Linked DNA regions of Mus musculus: region 2 is linked to region 1. The links are chromatin contacts, called in public Hi-C maps. All regions are on one chromosome and are shown on one strand. Each heading gives the region's core, a stretch centred on a gene start, on an enhancer-like site or on the middle of the called end of the contact. The rest is flanking DNA. Distances are from core to core; before and after follow the strand shown.

Region 1 (6,680 bases), core at 3,514-6,013:
AGCAGCAGATGAGAGATGCCTGGTGATCATTTATAAAGACTGATGAACAACACAGAGGGGACAGCAAAATGGTTAATGTCTTCAGTTCCCTAGACAGGAGATGGAAATGTCTTGTGAAGAGCAATCCACAGTCAGCTTGACTCCTGCACTTCAGAGGAATGGCAGCTATGAAAGACATGACTAAACAAAGTTGATGAGTTTTCAGCCCAGGTGCCAATCAAGGCATTAGATTTAATGTTCAAATAGAGAGTACCACACTCATTCGTTCACTTGACCAAATCCCCAGGCAGTATACACAGCACCTTGTCCAACTCCTGCCCTGTAAAACACTAGCTGACAAATTCCAGATTGTTCCTCAAATTATTTAACCATCGGAGGGGAAAAAAGCTATGGTTTTCTTGTTCCATACATTATCTGTATCATCAACAGGTTTCCTGATGTACTTTGCAGATGAGATTTGAAGCTTGCAGACTTTGAGTAATGAAAACCCTGTAAAAGGTGTAATAAGAAATAGTTCTTGGATGGAGCTGATGGAAAAATCTCATTTCAGAAGCCAAGGCACAAATGTAACTTTCCAAAGGTTCTCTTTGGTTGTACATATTAAATAGATTGAAGAGTTAATTTTGCTGAGACACCATCTCCAGTTGTTAAATCCATACCCGATATGAGTTATGACCTGGAGAGGAGGAAACGAATAATCCAGCATGTGTGACTTGTGCTACTGAATTGCTGACTGAGTATCATCTAGAGAGGAAGTGTGGGCAGTATCGACACCCTCTTCAATTTATATTTATTGAATTTCTTGGTTGTTTGAAGTCAAGCTTATCAATACACACATGGTCAGATTTTATACATTAATAGTTTAAGTTTGGCAACAGTTTATCCATTTTATTCTCCTTAAAATCTGTGTACCTCTTGGACTGATTCTTTTTTTTTTTTTTTAAATATCTGCTTGCCTTTTTTTTCAGTCTTATTTATACGCAAGACTGACTATTATTCTGCCAAAATGAATATTCCTGATGTAGAATTCTCAGAATCAACTTTGTACCTCAAAATCCTGGTGCCCTCAAGAGAGACAGAGAGAGAAAGAGAGAGAGAGAGAGAGAGAGAGAGAGAGAGAGAGAGAGAGAGAGCGCAGAGGTGGAGTGATGTATGTTACTCTCATGTTTGATGGTCTGATGTGCCAAGGAGACCATGGGTTCTTATCTTTCTAGCTGAGGCCTGCTGTGTATAAGAGCCAAAAGGAGATCATGGATGCCCTTATACATCACCCCGGGCTACAGACTCATATCTAATTTGAAAACATGGAGTAGGGTTTGAAATGCCATAGGAACGAGCATCTTTTCTTCAGACTTGTCACTGTAAATAGGTTTAGGTTAAAAGGTAGAGGCAAAGGCTGAGAAAAGAAGAGAGCATGGGGAGCCACATAAGAATGGAAGCAAAACAAAATTGCATAATTCTGTAAGTCCTGAGTCATGTGTGTTCAGGGACGGCCCACATTTACCATCAAGTTAATATGTTTATGTCTGTAAGGTCATATAGAATTTTGATGCAGTATATATATATACTATCTCTGTAGGTTGATTTATAGACAATAAATGATACATAGCCCCGAAGCACTCCATTTGCTTGAGAATGAAAAGCTGCTTTTTGGAGAAGCTGATTCTGCCATTTTCTCTTAAATGAAATTTGTCTTATTTTTCATCCAAATATTGGAAGTACCCAACATGTGTTAACTTGTCAGAGAAAGATTAGATGCTTAATGATTAAATTTGTACTCATTCCTACATTTGCCCACTAAGCATCTTGGACAACCTCCAGGTATTATTCTAATTATTATTCTGATTTTCTGCATCCTCTTTTTAATCTCCGTTTATTTTTCAACTTTCAAGTTTGAAACTGGGTCTCATGAGCTTGGTCTCTTGAATTCTTCATTGTCATCTGAGTATTTTATTCCTTGTCTTAGTTACTTTTCCAGTGCTGTGAGAAAACACTGTAACCAAGACAAAGAAAGTGTTTAATTTGGGCTTATGATTTCAAAGGTTTAGAGTCTATGATGGCAAAACAAGAGCTTGGCAGTTGGAGCAGCTGAGAAACTCAGCATGAGGCAGAAAGAATTTGGGAGTGGCTTTGAAAGCTTAAAGCCTACCTCCAGGGACACACATCCTCAATAAGGCCACACCTCCTAGTCCTTCCCAAACAATTCCACTAGCTGGAGACCAAGTATTCAAACCTATAGCCTATGAGAACCATTCTCATTCAAACCATCACATTTATTCATAATATAATTCTTTACTCGTATTCTAAGCACTACCAGCTGTCCACCCAGATGTACTCGGCTCTTTATTTCAGAAGCACAGCTAACACTACTGTTTCCTAGCTCCCCTGCAATGGGGTGTGGCCATGTGTATAAAAGCTCTTTGTGAAAATCTTCTACAACTGCTTCAACTGCTTCTGGCTCACTTTCTTCCTTTTTTTTGGAATGGATGCTATTATTTAACAAGCACCTGAAACAATTGTTCAACGTTTCCTTATCTGAATTCTTTGAATAACTATGTAGGAATAGATTTAGAAGCATTACTAAAGATATAGAGTCTTGCTGATTTGTTAATATAACAAACTACTGCGCTGGCTAATTTCTTTTAAAACTTGACATAGGTTAGGGTCCTCTGAAAAAGAAACCTCAGCTGAGACAATGCCTGTATCAGATTGCAGTGCAAGACAAATTTTTGGGACAAATTTTTGAGAGGAATTCTTGGTTAATGTTTGATTTGGGGGCTCAGCCCACTGTGGGCCATGGTACCCCTAGTCAGGTGGTTCTGGTCTGTTATAAGAAAGCAGGCTGAGCATGCCGTGTAGAAGCAGCCAGTAAGCACCACTCCTCTACAGCCTCTGGTTCAGTTCCTGCCTCCAGATTCCTACCTTGAGTTCCTGCACTGACTGCCTTTCATGATAGGCTATGATCAGGAAAGACTTGTAATTCAGATAAACCCTTTCCTACCTAAGTTTGCTTTTGATTATGGTGTTTTATTATAACAATAGAAGACAAACTTATTCCCTTATGACTACTCCAATTTACCTAGAGCCTTGTTCTTTTTCTCTGAAAGCAAGATTGAAATGTCTGTTCATGCAACGGGTCTTGAGTGATGCTCTTCACGTGTCTTGAACTGGAGTGTCTCTGAGCTGACAGAGCCTCCTTCCTCCACTGGCTGTTGTAAGTGGTAGCTGTGGCTATCCAGATGTCCAGACTCCAGACTGGGAGCTGTGCGTTGCTATTCTGGTTCCCACATCCTTCATTGAGACTAGAAGTTGGCATGTGTCAGCCCTGGAACAAAAACATCCTCTTGGCTTTTTTTTTTTTTTTTTTTTTTTTTGGAACAGAAGTCTTTCATTTCTGTTTTTTCTTTTTAAATGTCCTCTTTCTAATTAACAACAGAAAATCCAAGTAATAGTTGTAGAAATCATATGCTGACAAGGCTTAACCACTTCTTATCTGGTCGTACTTAGAGAGTGTTTCCCAAACCTTTATCTAGTTAGTTGCTAGCCAGTCTTACCTTTAATACCCCATTTGGAGTGTGGAGATGGTGCCCTACTTGGCCCCCAGTGGATCTGGTCCCACAGTCTTGCAATCCACTCTCAATTTGGTGGCCAAAATAATCCTGCCCCAAGGAAAACTTTGAGTCTTCTTGTTACCATAATTATAGAACACCCAATACCACATATCTTTATGTACAAACCAAATGCTTCGTGCCTCTCTGAAAATCCGTGAAAACTATAACTGCCCCTCCCTCCCTCTGTTCAGATTGTCGCCTTCCTCTGTGCCCTTCTTCCTGGTTTACTGTAGCCACTATTCTTCATTTATCTTATTATTTGCCTCTCTCTTGTTCTCCCTTCCTGCCAACCATAACTTCCATGGGGTCTTTCCAGGTCTTTAGTATCCATCATACTTGAAACACCACAGGTCATGGGCATTACTGTGGAGGGCATGGCTAGTTACATTTCCAGCCCCATTTGCCAACTCTTGTTAAAGTAAATCCCATTATTTAAAGTACTTAAATCTAAGGAAGACAAGTCATAAATCAAGTGAACTTGATGGGTAAATGAGATGTATAAAATAAGAAGCAAAGGAAAGTGTAAGATATATAGATGTAGATATGTATGTGTATAGGTGTAACCATCCATGAAACTTACCCATTAAGTACCCAAACATCCCGAATACCTAATCTTCCAGACAAACAGTGATCCTTCCCAAGTCTAGCGATGTCAAAAACCATTTCCAGTCATAAAGCACAGAGGAAAAAGACCCCTTTTTTGCAATAAAGAGAGTCTTTACTCACGCTTCCATGCAGTCTTTCGTTTGTTTGTTTAACAAATATTTGTTAGGCGTGATCCAGATGCTTGGAATAGAAATGTGCAGGGGGAAAGGAGCGATTATATTAGTTGGGAAGCAGACACCTAAAATCTAATTATAGGACAATATAGTAAGCACTGTAATTAGCAATTTGTACAAAGTAGTCTGGGAGCACACAGGAGGAAGCAAATTCTGCCCTCACCTGCTTCTGGCAAGATGAAAATGGAAATGTACGCACATGTTTTTGTGACGAGCACGGGAGATGGGTAAAGGTTAACCCCGCTGTGCGTCTGTTTTGGCTAAATAATTTCTCATAGCTGGTATGTTGTTTTTCCATATGACTCTGCTTTGGCAGATGGAGTAACTCATTGCTTTGGGCCAGAAGCAGCAGAATTTCTTAGACATTCTTGGATGAGTCATAAGAGAGAAGACAGACATTGTTCCCAGGATGTCACCCCTCCTCCCCAAACTTCCCAGGAGACACACAAGAGAACTCAGTTCCTGGGCATGGACCCTTGGAAATAACAAAATGGAGATGAATCCCATTTGAATAAGCATGGTGCCACATGAGCGTGGCACACGTCTATAGTGGAACTTTGTTAATCAGAAGAGTCACATGGCTGAGGACTAACCCCAAACGTTTATATGGTTCAGCATGAGAGCCTTCTTTAACTCACAAAGCAAAATAACAGATCTAGAGACATATGTCCTGTTTTAAACTTCTATTTCTTTTTTTTTCTATTCATCTCTCTGTGTCTGTGTGTGTGTGTGTGTGTGTGCGCGCGCGAGTGAGGGCAGGCACATGCCTTTGTGATTGTGTTCACATGTGTATGGGTGGATGTGCACTTATAGACGTGCATGTGGAAGCCAGAGTGTATCTCACTGTAACCTGAGCTTGCAGGTCTCTGGAGCCAGCTTGCCCCAGAGGTCTCCTGTTTCTGCCTCTTGAATGCTGCAATTATAAATGAGCCACTCTACCCATCTGGCTTTTTAAGTGGATTCTGGGAACTAAACTCGGATCGCCCCACTTGCATTACAAGCTCTTTATCCTCAGAGCCATTCCACAGCTCCCACTTCTTTGGTCTTTCACCTCTGTCGTCCTCCATTTAAATTTCTTGGAAGTAGCCTAATCCTGGTTGAAAATGTCTCTGGATACTGATAAGCTGAAATAATTGGTAGTTTGCTTTTATATCCCATCTCTGCCATTTACCTGGAGAAGCTGGAGTGAACAACTTAAGTTCACTAAGCTTTGATTTTCTCATGTAAAAACTAATCAACTCTTACATTAGTCACTCTTCTGGTCCTCGGGATGGCAGGGCTTAGCAGAGCTGTTTGTTTGGGCTCACATTTCCACAGGAAACAGTCATGGTGGAATGAGAATGGTGACTAGTGAATTCTATCCACGGTGCAGGAACCTGGAATGCATTCTAGGCACCTCTTGCTGGGTTAGGAAGCAGGGCACTCAGGATTGCAATTACAGGTGGGTGGGACTCTCAAAGCTATGTCTCTAATGGCTGAAGTGTGCCAGCTAGGCACCATATCTCAAAGGCTCCACAACCTCTCCACAAAGCTTCCAGTCAGGTTCTCAAAACATGAGCTGTCAGGGATACTTTCCATTCAGGCTGTTTATCTCAAAGGCTATCTTTGGGATGAAGCGAGCTAGTGCAAATAAAGTTCTGAAATATTTCAAGACCTTCTAGGGCTATCTTTTGTTACAAAGCTTGAATCACTAAGCCTTGCCTTGATTCCTTCCCCGATTAGAAGGTAATTTTTTCTTTGTCATTCCAATCACAAAGGAACAAAACTACAAAAGAATATACTAGAGACCCACACTAAGAAAAGTAGAGATCTACCTTTCTTAGAGGCTTAGTTGGTTTGTTTCTTAGTTTATGTTGGCTGAGACTTCATTTGTAACTAAGGTTGTTATTGTTTTGTGTGTGTGTGTGTGTGTGTAAGACAGGGCTTTGCTCTGTAGCCAGCCTGTATGGAAATTCATTGTATAGCTCAGATTAACCGTGAGTTTATATAATCCTGGGATTTCAGTGGTGAGCCACCATGCTCATTTTATAATTGGAGATTTAAAAGTATATATACCATTTAGTGTGTGTGTGTGTGTGTGTGTGTACATGTGTATGTGGATTTTCTAAAGGATTGGGACAACCATCTTGACTCTTGAGCAGGGCCTATCTGATAGGTGATAGTCCAGGCCAATGTTTGAAAAACATCTCTCTCCCTCTTCAAGGGTCCTGGAGGCAACCATGGCTGAGCTCAGAGTGTAGTACAGAATCTTAAAGTCAGCTGGAAACAGCTAGCGTTATAGATGTCCACA
Region 2 (7,034 bases), core at 3,835-6,334, 680 kb after region 1:
GCAGGTTTAACTGAGGCACAGAACTAACAAATGCTGCCCTCTGACACTGTCGCACTATTTGTAGTTGCAAGGGGAGATAATGTTCACATGGTTCACCAGGACACTGTGTGACTGCCCACGTCAGCCATGTTTCCAGCTCCAGGATTCTGTGCTCTCCCTTCTTAGGGTATTGGTAAGGAATTCAGTAACCAATAAGGCCATAACGGCCCAGCCAGGAAAGTAGTTATCCGAAGAGACCACATGGACAAGAATCAATCAGGGTGGTCCGGTGAGTCAGTATAGCATATGACAGTGGTCTTCAGTGATTGTGGGGACTGCAGACATTTAGCCAACAGAACCCCAAGGTTCCAACATCTTACAGGCTTCGAGTTCAAGTTTCTAAGGGGAACTAAACCGGGAGATTAGGTTATATAGCAACAGAACTAAGTCTCCCAGGCGCCCCCTGCTGTCTGAATATTTGGACAATAAAGAATACCAAGACCCAAAGCAGGGTGCCAACGCACAGGGCAGAGCCTCCCTCCTCAGAGATAACAGCCAGCTTGAGAAATGTTAAAAATAAAGCAAATATAGGCATCACAATTCTTTGGGGATGTATATTTACCCGGATCTTATTGACATATGAATATTCTAGTTTTTGTACACATTTGTTATAGAAAACCTTTCGAAATAATTCATGAGGTTTTAAGAATGTCAGTGTTGGAGGGAAAACTATATTTCTTTGTGTTAGTAGGAGTTTAGCTGTTGTTCAAATTTGTACCTTCTGTGAGGACACTTAGGAGCTGCCAGGGGTGGGCCCTGCATGACTTGGGGGTCCGGGAGGGCTGGGAGGTATCAGCTTTTCATGGTCATTTTTTTCTGTCTCATTCCGGAAAACTCACTATCTGCTGTCTGCTGTGTGTTTTGATGCTGCAATGACCAGGTTTCTTTTCAAACAATCAACAACTTGCTATTTCTCTCCTGGTTAGTTGCTGAGCAAGAACTGGCAGACCTGGAGAGATGGAAGCAACAGAACAGGGCAAAACCAGTCTACTTGGTGCCACAACGGCTGGGTGAGTGGCAGATGGAAAGCCAGAGCGGGTAGGCAGGGTCACTGGCAGATCCTACTGAGACAGGCTGGGTCTGCTTTCCTTCACATGCGAAGGCTTGCTCTATGGTATTTCTGCCGGAGACGGAATTCATCTGATAGGAAACATTCAAATGTGCAGGTAGATTGCTGTCTCTGGTTTTATGTAAGGAGCAAATGCATCTGCCACAGTTGTGTGGGAATAAAGTGATGGCTTAATTGGCAAATAATTTAGAGCCTCTTAGATGATCAGCTCTGAAGAGAGCTTACCTGGGGCGCTGCATATGCCCAGTCACAGCACTTCCAGGATGCAAGGGAAAGCCACCACAGCATATCCATCCTGGCAGTTAGATGCTAATGTGACAAAACTGAACGGAGAGTCCATTGGGAACATAGAATGGGAGTAAGCTGGGGACCCAGCAGTGGGTATAAAGATGGATGTCTCCTGGGTTTTCATGCTAGGGCTGGGGGACATTTGAGTTGGCAGAGCAGGTGCTGCCAGGGTGATGGAATGTCTGGGTCTCCTGTGTGGGGTTTCAGGCCTTTAGAGGGGATACCCATACCCCCATCCCTCAGTGGGAGTCATTTACGTCCTATCTTGACTTCAGAGTCAGCTGCAGCTTAACACATAGAGGCTTGGCACAGTTCCAGTTACCACAAAGATGCCTTGGGTTAGAAGCCACATACCACCACAATAGTCTTAGAGATAAAGGTGGAGGGGGTGGGCAAGGGAAGAAACTAATTTGGAAATCTCTTAATGAATGAAAGATATAGAACTATATATGTAACTCCACACATTTCACCTTTAGCCAAATAAACTTGAGGAATTTGAGACTTGAGGAATATAGTCTAAACGTCCTCCTCCTCCTCCTCCTCCTCCTCCTCCTCTTCCTCCTCCTCCTCCTCCTCTTCTCCTCCTCCTCTTCTCCTCCTCCTCTTCTCTTCCTCCTCCTTCTTCTTTTTAAAAAATCTTTTATCATTTTTTTAAAGATTTATTTATTTTATGTATGTGAGTGCACTGTCCCTGTCTTCAGACACACCAGAAGAGGGCATTGGATCCCATTACAGATAGTTGTGAGCCACAATGTGGTTGCTGGGAATTGAATTCAGGATCTCTGAAAGAACAGTCAGTACTCTTAACCGCTGAGCCATCTCTAGCCCCCAAACCTCTTCTCTTTAATAGGTCCTCTCAAGTGTTTCACCTTCCACATGGTTTTGAGGTAAAGTAAGAGATTTTTTTTTTAAAGATTTATTTATTTATTATATGTAAGTACACTTCAGACACTCCAGAAGAGGGCATCAGATCTTGTTACAGATGGTTGTGAGCCACCATGTGGTTGCTGGGATTTGAACTCCGGACCTCTGGAAGAGCAGTCGGGTGCTCTTACCCACTGAGCCATCTCACCAGCCCAAAGTAAGAGATTTTTTTCCTCTTTGTGTTTTGAGACAGTTTCATCCCAGTGACTAGCGATCAGTCCTAGGTACTGGCCAGAATTGGTCACCTCCAGGATGACTTTAGATGTATATTCTTTCATGAGATCCTTGTTAGAACTGCAGTCAACAGCAGCAGTGTATCCCTTCTCTTCTGACTCAGGAAGACAAACCATCCATGAGACAGCCACTTTCTTTTCAGAGTGAAGGTCTCACTAGCCAGGCTAGCCTTTAACCCAATTCTGTGCCACCCCCAACCCTTCTGAGGACCCATCGGCCACAGACTTGTGGGAAACTTAGAGTTTTCTCTGAGCATGTAGTCACTGATAAATTGACTGTTCTCCAGGGGAAGACCACACAAACAAGAATGTTTGGGCAGCACAATTGGTCTTGAAGAATTTAAAAAATAAGCAGGATGCACAGTTGGGCAGGTAGGGAAGAGGGGATGGATCTGAGAGGAGTTGGGGGAAGGGAGATGAATATGATCAACACACTGTACAAAACGCTCAAAGAACTACTAAAAATATTGGGGGAAATGAGTGGGTAATAAAGATTACGTACATCTGCTGTGCCGAAAATCTGAAAGGTTCTTTCTTATGCAGGAGGAATGTTCCAGAATTCTTAGCCAAGACAGAATCGCTTAATGTCTAGTGTGGTCCTTCAGGCATGGTTTCAAGCTAGGTGAAGACTTTAATGTTTATGATGGAAAGCCCTAGTGTCTTTAAAGAACAAAGTTTCATCTTCCCACCCATCAGTTAGCTTTTAAAGTGACCACCACTCTTAGACAACTTTTGAAGATGACCGGCTATATTCCAATGTCCAGGTGTATAAAAAACTCAAGTCACACTGCTGGGTTCCCATGCAGTTAACTAGTTAACTAGTACTCAACAGCTGGCCTTGCAGCTTAATATTTCTGTTTTACCTTTGTGGCTTATTTACTTATTTATTTATTTATTATTTATTTTCACCAGGTGGAAGCCAGTCTGAGGCTGAAGTCAGACAGAAACAACAGCTGCAACAGATGCGTTCTAAATACCAGCAAAAGGTCAGAATCTATTTCTCCTAGTTTCATTTCGTCAACAAGTTTCGGCACCAACATTTCTGTGTGACCATGAAATAACACTGTGACTCAAAATATAAAGCCTGTAAATCAATTGCAAAATGTAATTCTCAAAATAAGAAAATTGCTAGACAGTGAGAAGTAGAGAGGAGAATATCTAGAATTCTTACCCTAGCCATGTGTGCTATGCATGACCTTTGATTAAAGGCAGTCAGACCTTCACATTAGTTACTATTAACTATAGTTTACTATTAGTTACTATTAGTTACATATTAACTATAGTTTAAGGTTACTATGTTTTCATTCCCAAAATAGTGATTGCAAGTAGTACAAAAATGATTTAAGATAACCAGTGTTTTTACAATAAGTCCTATGAGTTTTATAATAAAGAATAATTGTTTACCTCTTTTGTCCTGTGTGCATGGATAAACACACACACACACACACACACACACATACACACGTGCACACACACACACACACACACACACAGAGAGAGACAGAGAAAGAGAGAAAGTAAGCAAGATAGATAAAAGATAGATAGATAGATAGATAGATAGATAGATAGATAGATAGATACCCATGAAGGAACACTAAGATTTCTCAGACAGGAGGTGCAGCCTGGCCATTTTCTGAGATCTAAGTGGCTTAAAGTAACAACCTATAATCATGGTGAGGGATAACACAAACAATACTGTAATTTGCCTTTCATCATAATTTTGTGTTCCAGAAGTTCAGACTGAAAAATGGTAACTGTGTGTGTGTGGTTTTTTTTTTTTTTTCCTGTCCTCTGTAATCTCACTACAATTCAGCTCAAGAGGGATGAATCTATTCGAATCAGGAAGGAAGCTGAGGAAGCCAAGTTCCAAAAAATGAAAGCAATCCAGAGGGAGAAGGTAAGTGGGTGGTGGGGAGGTCGGCTGATGCTTACTGAGGGTCAGCTGTCAGGTTCCCCTCCAGACACAGTCCAGAGTACTACTCACTCAACCCTCGCTGTAATCTGAGAAGGTGGCTGGTATCCAATTGTGCAAATGAGGAAATGACACAGAGAGGAAAGATAAGGTGCCCCACGACCCCCACGTAATTAGAGTAGCTGGGTTTCATATTCCAACATCCTAGTCTCAGAACTAGGGGTGTGAGTCACCACACCCACGGCCTCACCTCAGAGCAGTGTGGATGCCCAAAAGACAAAGCAACAAGCAACAGCGTCAGATAGTGGGCCATGGTCATATTTGTATTCAAACAGATCTTTTTCCAGGGAGAGTGTATTGAAGGTAAACACAGCCTTCTTGCCACCGAGCGAAAGAGCATGTGTGCACCACCCTTTTAGCGGCAGTGATATCAGATTTTCTCAACCAAACAGCCATACTTAAGTTTTTAGTAGCATCCAGAACTTGGGGAAAATCTCTTACAAATGCTCATTTGCTAGAGAACGAGAAACAAGGTGGCAATTGTTTAAGCCCCTCCCCTTTGGCAAAGGCCTAACAGGAAGTGAGGCTTAGTGTTGGAGGTTTGAGATCAGGGAATTGACTCATGGTTCTGAAGGCCACGTGCAGCACCTGTTGCTGCTGCTTCTTAGAAACAGAACTCCTGGTTCTCCACCCCCTTCCTATCTTTGCCTTTCTCTCTCCCTCTTTTCCTCCCCCTATCTCTTACTTTCTTTCTCCCTTTTCTATCTTTGTTTTTCTTCCTCCTCTTTCCCCTTCTTTTCTCCTCTTGCTTATTTTTACAGATTAAGTATTGTTCAAAGTTTAAACCCCATTCTAAGCAATAGATCTATCTATCTATCTATCTATCTATCTATCTATCTATCTATCTATCTATAGACAGAGTCTCATTATGTAGCCCTGCCTAACCTAGAACACACAGAAATTAGCTGCCTCTGCCTCTCTGTGTTAGAATTAAAGGCATGAGCTATCACACCTAGCCATAATAGATGGGATTTTTTGCATTTCGAGTTAAGGAAGCCGGAAGCTGATGGCTTATGTGACACTGAAAGGGAATTCAGGTTTGCCCCTCCCTGAAGGAATTCTCTAGACTTTCTTGGAGAGTATCTGCCTTTGTTGTTTGACCTTGGGCAAGCTCCCAACTTTCTCAGAACTCTTCCTGTAAAATGATTCTGCAAGTCTCACCTCCCAACTCCAAGGGCAACTTGTTGCCATAGTGATGCAGGTGGCACCAAGCCCGGATTTGCTTACACAAACTGTAATAAGCGCGGAAAGTATATATATATAAAAAAAAACCCACAGGTAATTTATTACAAATTTTGATCCAGCAATCCACTACCAGTTGGTTATTACACAAAAGAGCTTTGCTGAAACCACCTTTTTTCCATCTCTTTCTCTTATACGTCTCTTTTCACCGTGGTTCTGTTCTTCATCTCTTTCTCTTCCTATCTCCCACCTGAAAAGCTGGAGCTTTGGTCTGTGATGGTAGCGGGAAGAAAGCACATCTTATGCAGTCTATCTGCATATCAAGTGGAACCATGGGAAACACTACCAGAAACTGGATTGAAGGCTGAGAGAACCTGGAGAATTTCAGTTGTTGTTATAGACTCTCATCTAAGTCTTGTCTGGTGTTACTTGGTCCCTACAACCTTGTTTGGTTGGCTTGTGGGTTGTTTACAGTCCATTTCTTCATGCCCAACAAAACACTTTCTTAATGGGTGGGTGAAACTCTATTCTTTAACACTCAGATGAACCTCTTTCAAGGTCACACCACAGCTATAGAGCCATGGCAATCTTTAGACACTGAAACATTAATTGGATTAATTAATTTAGCTTTCCTAAATTGATAATAATGATATAAATTTGAACGTGATGGAGAAGGAGCAGCTCTCTAGCCTTTCCAAACAAAAGGTCAGTGAGCAGAATTGACCTCACCTGGGACTTGCTGATGTGCAGGCTCTCACGAGTCTACCTTGGACCTACTATAAACTGTATCCTGCCAAGCTCTCTAAGCTGATTTCTAGGTACATGAAAAATTGTGGAGCATTCATTTAAGTGGGACTTGGTTTATCTGGCTGGCTGGCTTTCACTCTTACCAGACCATTCTCTTGAATATGATCATCTGTGGCTGCTCATGGCTACGTATGCCCATTTAGTAGCTTGCGTCAGACAGAAAAGTGGATATTAGCTATCTAGTAGTGACATATTCTGCATTGCCAGTGTGATAATGGCTGGGAGAAGTGATAATGACTGTGCTTATGGGGCACTTAGTCTTTAAAATGCACAGCAAACACATGCACGGACACTGGCCCACAGGACTCTGCCCTCCTCCCCCAGCAGATGGATACTGCCCAGGAAGTCTAAGCCAATGCAGGGCCAAGCCAACTACTGCCATGCAGGAGTCTGGCAAGTCCCTGAGAACCCCTCAAGGTGTCTTTCTTATTGCCTGTTAATAAATCGGTGGAATGATGTATGCATTAAATCAGAGTCTTTCCAGGGCAGTAACTTCCTCAAAGCCCTAACAGTGACCACT

What was found. A called contact is a pair of places that touch in the nucleus more often than the background predicts.
Region 2: a Hi-C map of the N1E-115 cell line shows a contact between it and region 1, with 4 times the contacts expected there. The contact joins two enhancer-like sites. A contact is called at or near these places in 2 of 484 Hi-C or Micro-C datasets (the N1E-115 cell line and cerebellum) and 2 of 115 datasets of contacts at active chromatin or transcription factors (astrocytes and embryonic stem cells).

Annotation. Positions count from the first base shown.
Region 1 is chr14:77,243,913-77,250,592 of GRCm38.p6, forward strand. The region is part of intron 1 of Enox1 (ecto-NOX disulfide-thiol exchanger 1); the gene reads left to right. Among named protein-coding and RNA genes, the nearest start is that of Enox1, 90 kb to the left of the region's middle. Within about 2 kb of position 4,764, at least 15 of the 459 cell types and tissues checked have an H3K27ac peak or open chromatin away from gene starts, as enhancers often do. A contact at or near this core is called in the N1E-115 cell line, where this site is marked.
Region 2 is chr14:77,927,782-77,934,815 of GRCm38.p6, forward strand. Epsti1 (epithelial stromal interaction 1 (breast)) reads left to right here. Exons shown (of 12, transcript NM_029495.2): 3 at 966-1,049; 4 at 3,466-3,539; 5 at 4,367-4,450. Among named protein-coding and RNA genes, the nearest start is that of Epsti1, 27 kb to the left of the region's middle. Within about 2 kb of position 5,085, at least 61 of the 459 cell types and tissues checked have an H3K27ac peak or open chromatin away from gene starts, as enhancers often do. A contact at or near this core is called in the N1E-115 cell line, where this site is marked.